Linked DNA regions of Mus musculus: all the other regions are linked to region 1. A link is a contact called in public promoter capture Hi-C data. All regions are on one chromosome and are shown on one strand. The core of a region is the stretch at or near the end of the contact, and the rest is flanking DNA. Distances in the headings are between cores, read along the strand shown. Region 1 holds the start of Zfp850 (zinc finger protein 850). Region 2 holds the start of Ttc9b (tetratricopeptide repeat domain 9B). Region 3 holds the start of Rps16 (ribosomal protein S16).

Region 1 (3,667 bases), core at 778-3,277:
GACGTGGCTCTGTAGCTGCCCTGCTGATCCAGCCAAGGGTGTGAAATCCGAGTGCTACCCAGAGGGTCCTTCATCCATTGTCATGAGCAGACCAGGGAACACCCACAGTGCTGCTGTAGTAACCAGATACTTGGGAGGCAGAGGCAGGCAGATCTCTGTGTTCAAGTCCAGCTTGGTCTACAGAGAGAGTTCTGGGACAACCAAGGAAAAACAGAGAAATTTTGTCTCAAAAAGAACTGAACCCAACCAACTGAAACCTAAACCAGGCAACCACACACACACACACACACACACACACACACACACACACACACACACAAAACCCATGTAAGAACATGGCAGAAGTATGGAAATCCATGTTCATTGTGGAGAGGGGCGGCTCACTCACAGGATAGATGTAGAAGAGGATGGGTGTGAAGAGAGGATCCATCAGGAAGGGGATTTCTCAACACATGCCTATGGTCACCTTTAAGGAATACCTTAAAATAGATGGAGTCTTTCATTTTTAAAAGTGCAGTACAAAATATATAAGGTATTGGCTTTCCCCTTCCCCCGAAAAAAAAAAAAAAAGCATAAAAAGGGAAGCTTTAAACAGAAGCATCTCCAGGTAACGGGCATTTCTGCCAGGAGTGTGTATACAAGAACACCCTCCCTTCAAGGCCCCCTGATTCCATTAAAGTTTAATTGTCTTGATTTTTATTCTGTCTGCATTCATAGCTGATGATGCTGTCTAAATCATCTATGCCCTGTTGCTTTTCTGGATTCCTTCTATCAGTTATTGAGACTGAAAACTTTTGTATGCAATGCTGGATTTGGCTGTTTCTCCTTATTTCTCTATTGGACGTTTCCCCTCATGTTTTGAAGGTGTGGTATTACACGCATACTGTTTATTTTAGTTTTTTAGACAGGTCTTCACTAAATAGTCCTTGGTGGCCTCATCTCATAGACATTCACTGGCTGTGTCTCCTCATTGCTGGGGTCACATGCATGTGCTACCACGCCCAGCCAAGGATATTTTCACTTGATGACTTGCTGTCTCTGTTATTGCTGTTAGTACTGGCGATGCTCTTTGCCCCCAGAACTGCCTCCATTTTAAAGTTGACTTAAGTCTTTTTTTTTTTTAATACTATTGTGAGGATGGTCACTTTGAATCGGCTAGAATATTTAACACATTTTCTGTAGTTAACACTTATCTGCAAATTAATGTGGCACCTATACTTTAGCATTTACATAATTTACAGTACATTTAATGCAATTAGTTTTATTACTAGGATTGTTTAGCCTTTTCACAATTTCTTTCTATCATGTTTGGAAAAAGTTCTTTGTATAACATGAGAAAAAACAAAAGTGGTTTCGAAAGTTCCATAGTGTCAAGTTACAATAAATGTGTCTATCCTATAAAAAAGAGGCCTATGTTTTGGGTTTGTGTTTTGTTTGTTTTTTAGTTTTTTGTTTTTTAGGACACTTAACGCGTGCTAGTCATTCATCCTCCAACAGGAGGTAAATGACTGCCTATTGAACACAGTTCTGGTGATACATACAGATGTAGTCGTCACTCAATTTTTTCTATCTAGTCAACAGGGACACCGAACCCTGGAAGGGTCCAGAATATCTGGCTCTTTGAAATCGTTAATATAAACTACCCAACTTTAGAAACCAACCAATTCTTTAGTTCGGTCTTTTCAAATTTACCATAGTCCCTAGCAGAGCACAGCGTAGTGGAATCCCACTGAGTGGGACTCAGGCAAAGCGTCCGTCCCGATCTGATCTACTTCCTATTCTAAATTTTAAAATTTCCGCTCGTCCGTCCACGCCACAGGAGGGAAAATCAGGTAGACACAGAACACCAAACTCCGTTTTGATCCCAGGAGGCAGCCTCCCCTCGAAGCATGGGGAGCCCCCTGCCCCCCCACCGTGGGAACTCCCACAAGCCACTGGGCCCAGTTCCCGGATGGGCCGGGCTAAGTTGCATGCTGGGACCTTTCGGAAACGCCGGGCTTCTTGAAGGCTCCACATAGCTCCGGACGCCGCCAAGGGTCTTTGGCATCCCGGTGCCACCAACACGGAAGGTCTGATCTTTCTGGTCCAAAGAAATTGCTGGTTGGCTTCGGTCTCCACAGAGTAAGGTGGGCTGGGTATCGGTGTGGGCGCTGGTGTAGGGTGAATGGAGATGTTGACGCGTACGGGCGTGTGTGAGCGTGTGTGAGCGTGTGTTTGTGTGGGTGGGTGGGCGCGCGCTCGCGCGCGTCTCTCTGTGTATACACACCTTGAGCTCTCTGCTCATCTGTGTCACTGTGCTTATCATTTTCTTTCAAGGCCACAGGGGTTGGAGCAGAGGGCTAAGCATCACTAAGGAGAAGTCAGGTGCGGAGTCTGAAGGGAAGCTTTCCCTGAGGTACACACGAGCTTGGGAGGTGCTTTTAAGGCCGGAAGTGCCTCCGAGGGTCGCTTAGGAGGGCTGCTCTGGGTTGAATACCCGAAGTTTCTCAGAGCTGTAGCCATGAGAGTGTTGAGGGACGTGAAGGAAAATGCTCGGTGAGGATGCTCTCGGATATAGTCTGAGATCTCGTGGAATTATCAGTAAATGAAGGAGGAACGTGAAAATTGATACCTTCACCTCTGGGGCCCATAACGTTGTCCCTTCCCTTTCCACTTCACCTTATCATTTCAATGAACCCCGCCTTTTCTTCTCTACAATCACCCTTTTCCTAAGATGTTCTAGGTAGAAACCTCCAGAGGTTATCGTTAGGTCTCTCAAACTCTGATTTTATAAATCGATTTCTATTTGGATGGCATCGCATATCAGATGCGATCCTTTGATCCTTACAGGCCTTGTTTTCAAAGCAGGCCAGGAATGTCGGGGATAGATGATGTGTTCACTGTGAGGATTATGGCAGTGGGAAAGTGATAGCACTGAATTTGGCATCTTTGAAAGCTAGTGATTTTCTGAGTGTGTGTGTGTGTGTGTGTGTGTGTGTGTGTGTGTGTGTGTAATGGGTAACGTTGGCCAGATCCAGATGAGCAATGCCATGATTGATCGTGGAGTGTGGATCTGTGGTATCGGGTTGGAATCTTGGTTCTGTCCCCTCAGGCTCTCCAGGCCTGTCAGGAACCGTAGGATGCCTGTGGTGAAGCCTGTTAGTGCAGTGCCGCCATATCCTAAGGGCCTGGTGTGCTTTAGTTGTTCTCTGTGAGGCCATCTTGGGTTCATTCCACTCAGTGTTCAGCAGGACAAGGGAGTGTGAGAAACAATGCGATTGCTGGTGGATGTTTAAGAAAGTGACTTAAAAAGAAAAGCTAGGCTTCGTGGTATACATTTAATCTCAGAGGCAGAAGCAGGAGGATCACTGTGAGTTCAGGGTCAGCTTGGTCCACATAGCAAGGTCTAGGCTAGCTGGGCCACACAGTGAGATGCTGTTTTAAAAACAAGGACAGGAAAATGAATGTGCTAATGCAGAACATATTTTTTTAAAACTTTTCAGATAAAAATGTTCATATTGTGCATAGCATAATATTTTGAAGTTTTTCTATACTTTGGGATGACTAAATCGGTCACACTTTTGTAGAGAATATGCTAGCGTCTACTCAAACCCATTAATTGTCACCGTTTTTACATGATATATCAGGTGAACTTTTGTTATGTAGGTGAGATTTTGTGATGTTTAAT
Region 2 (3,667 bases), core at 582-3,081, 360 kb after region 1:
CAGCCGCGCTCTGTCGCTCTGTCGGCAGAGGCTCCTCTCCCACCTCCACTCATCCCCAAGTGACAACTGTTCTCAGCAAACCACTTCACGGGAAAGCTAATCTTGCCTCCTTGCTCCCACAGCCCTACATCTAGCTCCTGCTGTGTCCCCTCCCCATGGGGTTGTGTCATGTCTACACACACATGGACACATGAGTACCCTGACTGCTCTTCCCGAGGGCAGAGAACAAGCATTACAAGCAGATGAGTGGAGGGCCATAGGTGACAGAGGAGCTGAGTGTGACCAGGAGGGAGTGAAGGAATATGGGTGTGGGGGGAGAAATATTCAAGGCCATCGTCGGTGAGTGGATAGGGACACGGATGGGCTAAAGCATTGGGGATGTAGCCTAGTTGGTAGAGTGCTTGCCTTGCATGCATGAGGCCCTAGGTTCAATTCCCAATGAAGAGAGTTGGTTGGGGAAATGCCAGAGGAACAAGGTGAGTATACCTTTGGGGACGGTGGATGGGTGCTGGATGAGTGTATGAGGAATCTTAGGTAGCTAGAGAGAGCTTGTCTGGAGCTGGTAACAGCACTTCCCTGGGGTGGCTTGGCTCTGCCCTGGTCCTCCCGCCTAGGTTTCCTCTGTTCTAACCCCCTGCCCAGCCCAGCCCTGCCACTCACCTGTGGGCTCTCGGCTGCGGGCCTCCTGTAGGTAGCGCAGCGCACGTGCATAATCACCCAAGTGGTAGAAGGCAATGCCGGCACGATAGGTGGCCTTGAAGTTGCCCTGCTGTTTCTCCAGCACCTTGAGACAGTACTCACGCACCCGCTCATAGTTCACCAGCTCCGACTGCAGGAGGCAAGCTGTGGGATGCAGAGACCCTGTAGTCTCAGACACAGCCTGCATCCCCTAGGATTCACATGACCTCAAATAACCTGACCTCTTCCCCTGGGCATATGGGATTGCTCTGGCCACCAGGAGACACTAATCAGCTAACCTGTTAGTATAAGAGCTATCTGCGCCGCCGCTAGAGGGCGCAGGACAGACAAGTCTGAAGCAATTAGCTGGAGGTTTTCCCAAGTAATTATAGAGGGAGGGTCCAAGAACGAAATAGCCGGTGCAGGGTAAGCCTTTCTAACCTTGGCTCATGCGTGGCAGACCGGGGGAAAGAATGAGTCAGGGAAGTGGGGCTTAGAAGACCAAGTCCAGAGCCCGTTTCATTATTCAAGCCCCTGCTTACTCCATCCAAGAAGCCCTATTCATCTACTCCCAACTCTCTTCCTCAGCAAGTTTTGTAGTCTTCCCCGCCAGACCACAGCCCTGACTCCTTCAGCTTCCAGCCACCACAGGCTCTATAGCCTCCTGATTACCCCCTCACTACCCACCCGTTTCACCCGAGTCCTCTGCGCCCCCCGACGGCCCCGTACCAGTGAGGGAGTCGTAACATTCAACCTCTGTGTTCTCCACCAGGCGCCGCTGCTCCTCGCTGAGGCGGGCGGGCCCCGGGCTGGTGGTGGGTCCCGGGGAGGGGGTGGGCAGACCGCCAGGGCGGGCCCCTTGAGCCGCCTTCAGCTGCAGCAGTGCCCGGTGGTACTTGCCAATGGCTTCTCGGAACTTCTTCTCTCGGTAGCAACGCTGACCCTCCGCCTTGAACGCCACGGCAGCCCGCAGGCTGCTGTCGAGCGCCGCAGCCAGGCCCCCAGACGGCTCTGGGGCAGGACCCGACCGAGCAGAGCCATGGCGAGGCGCTGAGCCGGGGCCCGGCGGGGAAAGGGCGGGAGGCGGGCGCGGTGGAGGCTCCGGGGCAGCGCTGAGCATCAGCACCGGGGACAGCGCGCCGCGCTGCATTGTGGGAAACTCCTGCGGCCGCCGCTGCAGCTACCGCATCGCCCCCCGCGGGGCCGGTCCCCACCCTTTCTCCGCCCCCACATCTCTGGCTGCCGTCTCCGGCTGCCCCCTATGGGTCTAGAAAAACCCCTCCAAACTCCCCCTCGCTCACCCTCAAACCAGCCTGGGTCTAGTTGTTCTGGCGCCTCTCCCTTGTCCCCACAGTCCTTACCCTCCCACCCGACTGCATGTTCTCCCGGAGATTTCTAGAAGAAAAAGGCTGAGCGGGCAGACATCAGTTTTGTGGAAAGCTGGTTTTCAGCCCACTAGTCATTTGGCATGTTGGATAAGAATACAGGATTGGGAGTCAAGCTGCCCGGCTTCAGACACTGGTTTCTCATTACTCTATGATTTGGACAATCCCCTCAAATTACCTATTGTACTATAGTGCGGGACAATAGTACATACGTTGGAATCGATTCTTTATGTAATAAACAAATAGCCATTGCTCAATTTCTGTTCAGGGGGAGGGGGTTGATGGGCCAATGTAAAAACAAACAACAACAACAGAAGTCAAGTGGGGTAGCACCTGCCTGTAGTCACACTCGGACATCTGAGGCAGGAGAGTGGAAAGAAGTTTGAAGCTAATCTGGTGCTAACGAGGAAATTCCAGATCAGCCATGAACTACAAAGAAAAGGTAGGTGTGGGAGATTAAGGAGAAGGGAGGGAAAAGGAGAGAGAAAGAATTATTTAGATAGAGCCACATCTCCTAGGTTCACAGCCTAGTGGAGAGACAGACCTGTAACAGCCCAAAGTGGCTGATCCTGGGAAGCGCAGGAGGAGAGCCATGGCTAGCATGGAGAAGTCAGAGGAGGCATTTGCTCTAGGTTGAAGTGTGACTGGGGACTTCCTGGAGGAAAGGCAACTCTGCAACCTAGCCATTCTGTCCCTTGCCTTCCATTTCCAGAAAAGCCAGTGGGGAGGTGACAAGGGTCCCCACTGACAGCCCAGGACCACCAGTACAATAAGGACAACCAAGAAAATGCGGCTGCGGCTGCGCTGTGGTGGCACTCCCCTGCAATCCCTGCACTTAGGAGGCAGAAGCAGCAGAACTCTATGGTTTCCGGGCCAGCCAGAGCTACACCTGACTCAAAAAAGAGGGGGAAAAGGAAAGAAATTCGTTCATTATGGGCCAGCAACATAGCAGTAGCCACCACGTGAGTTCCATCTGTGGAACCAGCCTCTCAAAGTGGTTATCTGACCCCTTCCTACATATACCTGCACACACACACACAAACTCACGCACATACACACACACGCGCGCGCACACGCGCACACACACATACACACACGCACGCACACACACATGCACACACACGCGCACACACACATGCACACTCACATGCACACTCACATGCACACACATGCACACGCACGCACACATGCACACACACATGCACACACACACACACACACACAAGCATGCACATGCACACAAACAAAGAGTGTAAATTTTAAATCCTCTTAGAATTTCTTTTCAAGATACTCATATGCAGGCAAAAAAGAAACAAACAAAACCACAACAACAAAAGGGTGGGGGGAGCTGGAGAGATGGCTCAGTGGTTAAGAGCACTGACTGCTCTTCCAGAGGTCCTGAGTTCAATTCCCAGCAACATGGTGGCTCACAACCATCTGCAATGGGGATCCGATGCCCCCTTTGGGTGTGTCTGAAGACAGCTACAGTGTACTCACATACATGAAATAAATAAATCTTTAAAAAAAAACCAAACCGGCCGGGCGTGGTGGCACACGCCTTTGATCCCAGCACTCGGGAGGCAGAGGCAGGCGGATTTCTGAGT
Region 3 (3,667 bases), core at 550-3,049, 340 kb before region 1:
ATTAATAGACAAGACCTTTAGTTTGGTCCTACCACATAGCCCACCCGCCATGAAATGAAAGACCAGCTCTCACTCACATTTTTGGTAATAAGCTACCAGGGCCTTTGAGATGGACTGTCGGATGGCTGCAAGACACAATGACCAAAAAGCTTAGTGAAGACCCAGTCCTTCCAGGAGCTGCCTCACACCCATAGGCTTAGATCCTGAGACTTACCATAAATTTGGGCCACATGTCCACCACCCTTCACACGGACCCGAATATCCACACCAGCAAATCGCTCCTTGCCCAGAAGCAAAACAGGCTCCAGTAACTAGAGAAATGGGAAAATATGGGGTTAGGGAGTTAAGTCATACCCTGACTTAACCACTCTCCATGGACATTCATCATCTCCCTTTGTGTGGTTCCCACCATCACCAGAATCAAGGAGGCAGCCTATCCTAGGATCCCTGTGCCCCTCAGAGTCCCATGTATATGTGCCCATAGAGACCAGAAGAGGGCCTGAGACACCGAGGAGCTGGAATCATGGAGTGACAGGCAACTATGAACTTCCCCAAACAGGAAGCAAGGTCAGACAGGTCCACTGTTCTCACAGTGGTCATTCCATCTTCTCTTTGGATCAAATTTGTCCAATACCTAGGACCAGTCTATCCAGAAGCTCCCCGAGTGGCAGGCCTAGAGCCACCTCCATCACTGGTGTTGGCCCAATTCACAACACAGGGTACACACACCAATCGTTCAAATAAACTGACAGACTGTCCTTTTTAGTCACCTGACAGACTTGGATTAGACTAAGCACGGGGGTCTAGTGGCATTAACATCAACACTACCATTAGAATGCATTGTCTGCAAGGTATGATATTCCTTCTTACATGTACCAAAACTCATACAACAATGAGTTCTGGGTTGCAAAAGAGGATTTGTTCTTGCACTTGTTTTCCAGTTTTTGCCCACTAGTTCAACAAAAACCCATACAAGTGCTACCAATGTTAGACTTCAGAGGACTCCTATTGTATTTTTCAAGGTTCCACGTTGTAGCCCCATGCTGACCTAAACGGCGGCGCTTTGGATTCGTAACTCGTAGTATGCTATCCTCCAAGGAGCTAGGAGTATACACATGAGCTGTAAACTCATACTTCTAGACCAGAAATCGTCAATTAGGTCGGATACACTGTGCTATTCTCCTGGCCACGGGCCCCTCGCATCTGGAGAGCTTCGAGGTTATAGAATAGGCCACGTTTTCATGTATTTTACCAGCTCCGACTTCATCTTTCCCGAGCCCAGGTTAAGGTCTACCGCGAGGTAAGCCATCCTCCTTCCCCCACCTCAACTCCCTATCATCCCGGGGCCTTCCCTTCCGTCTCGCCACCCGGACGCCCATGCCCGACCCCAACACCTTGTACTGCAGCGTGCGCGGCTCGATCATCTCCAGGGGACGTCCGTTCACCTTGATGAGCCCATTTCCCCGTTTGCAGTGGGCCACAGCCGTGGCTGTTTTCTGTGAAGGGCGAGGGAGACGGCGGGGCCGTGTGAGCGCGGGACCCTGGCTCAGCGGGCCCCAGCTCATCATGTCACCCAGCCAGGGCCTTCTCACCCCCCTCCCCACCCCCACCTCTTTCTATGCCGCCCCTGGCACACCTTGCGTCCGAAGACCTGCACGGACTGCAGCGGACCCTTGGACGGCATAGCTCCGAGCACAAGCACGAGCTCCACACCGCGCAGCGCCGCGACCGGAAAAGGGAAGCGCGGGGCCAACCCAGCCGATTTTTCAGGGTCTGCGCAGGCGCATTGAGTGCTACGTCACGACAGAAGCGGGCTTTACGGCTGACGTCGAAGCCTGAGAGGGGACGTGTGAATTGCGGCGGGAACGCCTTCAGGCAAGGGAGGGGGCGGTGTCGGAGGGGAAGGGGCGGAGCTGTGCGGGACCCGGAGGGTGGGGACTCCGTCCAGAACTCGGAAGATGGGGCTGGCCTCCTTTTTCCATTGCTTTTCCGCAGCCTTGGTCTTGACTTTCGGCCAGTTCTTATAGACATTCCTGCTCTTCGATGCTCTCCTTCGGCGCTTCTCCAGGCCGATTCTCACCCTCTTCCTCCCACCCTTTCCCAGGATCCCCATCCCATCGGAGTCTTCCCGCATCCACTATGCTAAGTCAAGCTGGCTTTTCAGAATCTTGCCTCCAGAACCCTCTTTCCTAGCCCTTACGATCCCCCGTCGCGAATCAGCCTTTCACCAGAATTGCCTTCCTCTTCTTCCCAGGAAACCTGACCCCTTAAAAGCCCTTTCCAGCGCTCTCCTAAATAAACTTCTCTTGCCTTCTGGTTGTGCCTTATATACGTTTTTTTTCCTCACAGACTCGGGCCTTCGCCTGCTTTCGCTGCCAAAATTAACTACCTCTTTGGTGGCTCCTCTCCCCAGCAACTGCTCCAGGGACATTGTTCTCCCAGCTTGACCCTCCCCTAGAGAACTACCCTCAGGACCTGTCTTCAGGGCAGTTATCTTAGATCATTATCCAGAATCCTCCAAGTAGCCTTGTTTTAAGATTTAATACTTTTTTCGAGGGCAGGTTCCCGAGGGAGGCCTCCAATCTCCTTGGAAATGTAGTTACAGGGTGTCTGAGCCACACCCAACTTGTGTACCTGTAACCAAACTCAGGTCCTCTCTAGGAAAAGCAGTTAGTGCTTTTAACCACCATCTTTCCAACTTCCAAGTGACCGTAATGCTCCTCTAAACCCTCCGCTCTATGTGTTTACTCCACAGAATTCTCCAGCCTACCAACCTGAGGAAAACCAGCTTTTAACTTTTCCATAGTACCCACCCCAGAATTGTTCTAAGTCACTGGGCAACAGCTTCTCAGGATTGCCTCAGTTTCTCTTGCAGCACAGGGTGTGGAGGACATTAAGGGATGTGGAGACATTTGGAAGGCAGAGTTGTCAACAAAAAGACTAGGTATGGTCATGTGCACCTGTAACACTAACACTTGGAAGGAGGAGGAAGGGTCAGGAGGAATCCCGACGCCATCCTCTCCTCATTATGAATATCTGGCCAGCCTGGGCTACATGTGACCCTGCTTCAGAAAGAAAAGAAACTAGCTAGCGAAATGCCCAAGCCTGAGGGCCCGAGTTTGGTTCCTGGGACTCACAGAGTAGAAGGAGAGAACAAACTCCTGCAGGCTGTCTTCCAAGCTCCACATGTGCACGCGCATACACAGACACACACTTGAATGTAATAAGATGGAAGACACACAGTGGATCTCTGGATTAAAGGTCAGTGCTCCAGGCCAGCCCAAACCAAAGCATAGCACTGTCCACACTGGCGTGACCATGCCTTGGCAGTGGTAACTCCTTCTTGGAGCTGGGAAGTTAGGGGAAAACCACTGGGCTCTGTGTGCAAGCAGTTATGCATGCTTGAACACGCTCACAGGAAACAGTAGGGCTGATGTTCTGGATTTCTGACCCACTACCACAATCTTCAGCAGATAAACGTCTTTCAGACACATAAGTGATAATCATGTTGATTACAGTCACACTTAAACAGCGCTTGCTCTTCGCCAGGTGCTGATCTACTCTAAATGTGCCGAGTGCGTTGGCGAGTGTTCTCTCTAGGCTGGCTAACTCCGAGGTGGGCAGACATATGATGGCTACACAGCACAATATTTGTCCTGGACATCAT

What was found. Promoter capture Hi-C pulls out the DNA fragments that hold promoters and counts their contacts.
Region 2: a contact with region 1 is called in a promoter capture Hi-C map of pre-B cells, with 2.8 times the contacts expected there. The contact joins the promoter of Ttc9b here to the promoter of Zfp850 in region 1. A contact is called at or near these places in 1 of 39 promoter capture datasets (pre-B cells) and 2 of 115 datasets of contacts at active chromatin or transcription factors (bone marrow-derived macrophages and embryonic stem cells).
Region 3: a contact with region 1 is called in a promoter capture Hi-C map of neural stem cells. The contact joins the promoter of Rps16 here to the promoter of Zfp850 in region 1.

The regions. Positions count from the first base shown.
Region 1 is chr7:28,012,475-28,016,141 of GRCm38.p6, reverse strand. Zfp850 (zinc finger protein 850) reads left to right here and starts at 2,027. Exons shown (of 6, transcript NM_001254951.1): 1 at 2,027-2,126.
Region 2 is chr7:27,652,088-27,655,754 of GRCm38.p6, reverse strand. Ttc9b (tetratricopeptide repeat domain 9B) reads right to left here and starts at 1,831. Exons shown (of 3, transcript NM_028417.1): 1 at 1,408-1,831; 2 at 661-843. The coding sequence starts at 1,828. It overlaps Gm38973 (a long non-coding RNA gene), which reads left to right and starts at 1,523. Exons shown (of 3, transcript XR_881908.3): 1 at 1,523-2,505.
Region 3 is chr7:28,348,821-28,352,487 of GRCm38.p6, reverse strand. Rps16 (ribosomal protein S16) reads right to left here and starts at 1,799. Exons shown (of 5, transcript NM_013647.2): 1 at 1,637-1,799; 2 at 1,395-1,496; 3 at 215-311; 4 at 78-125. The coding sequence starts at 1,684. AF357399 (snoRNA AF357399) reads right to left here and starts at 948; the gene lies at 855-948.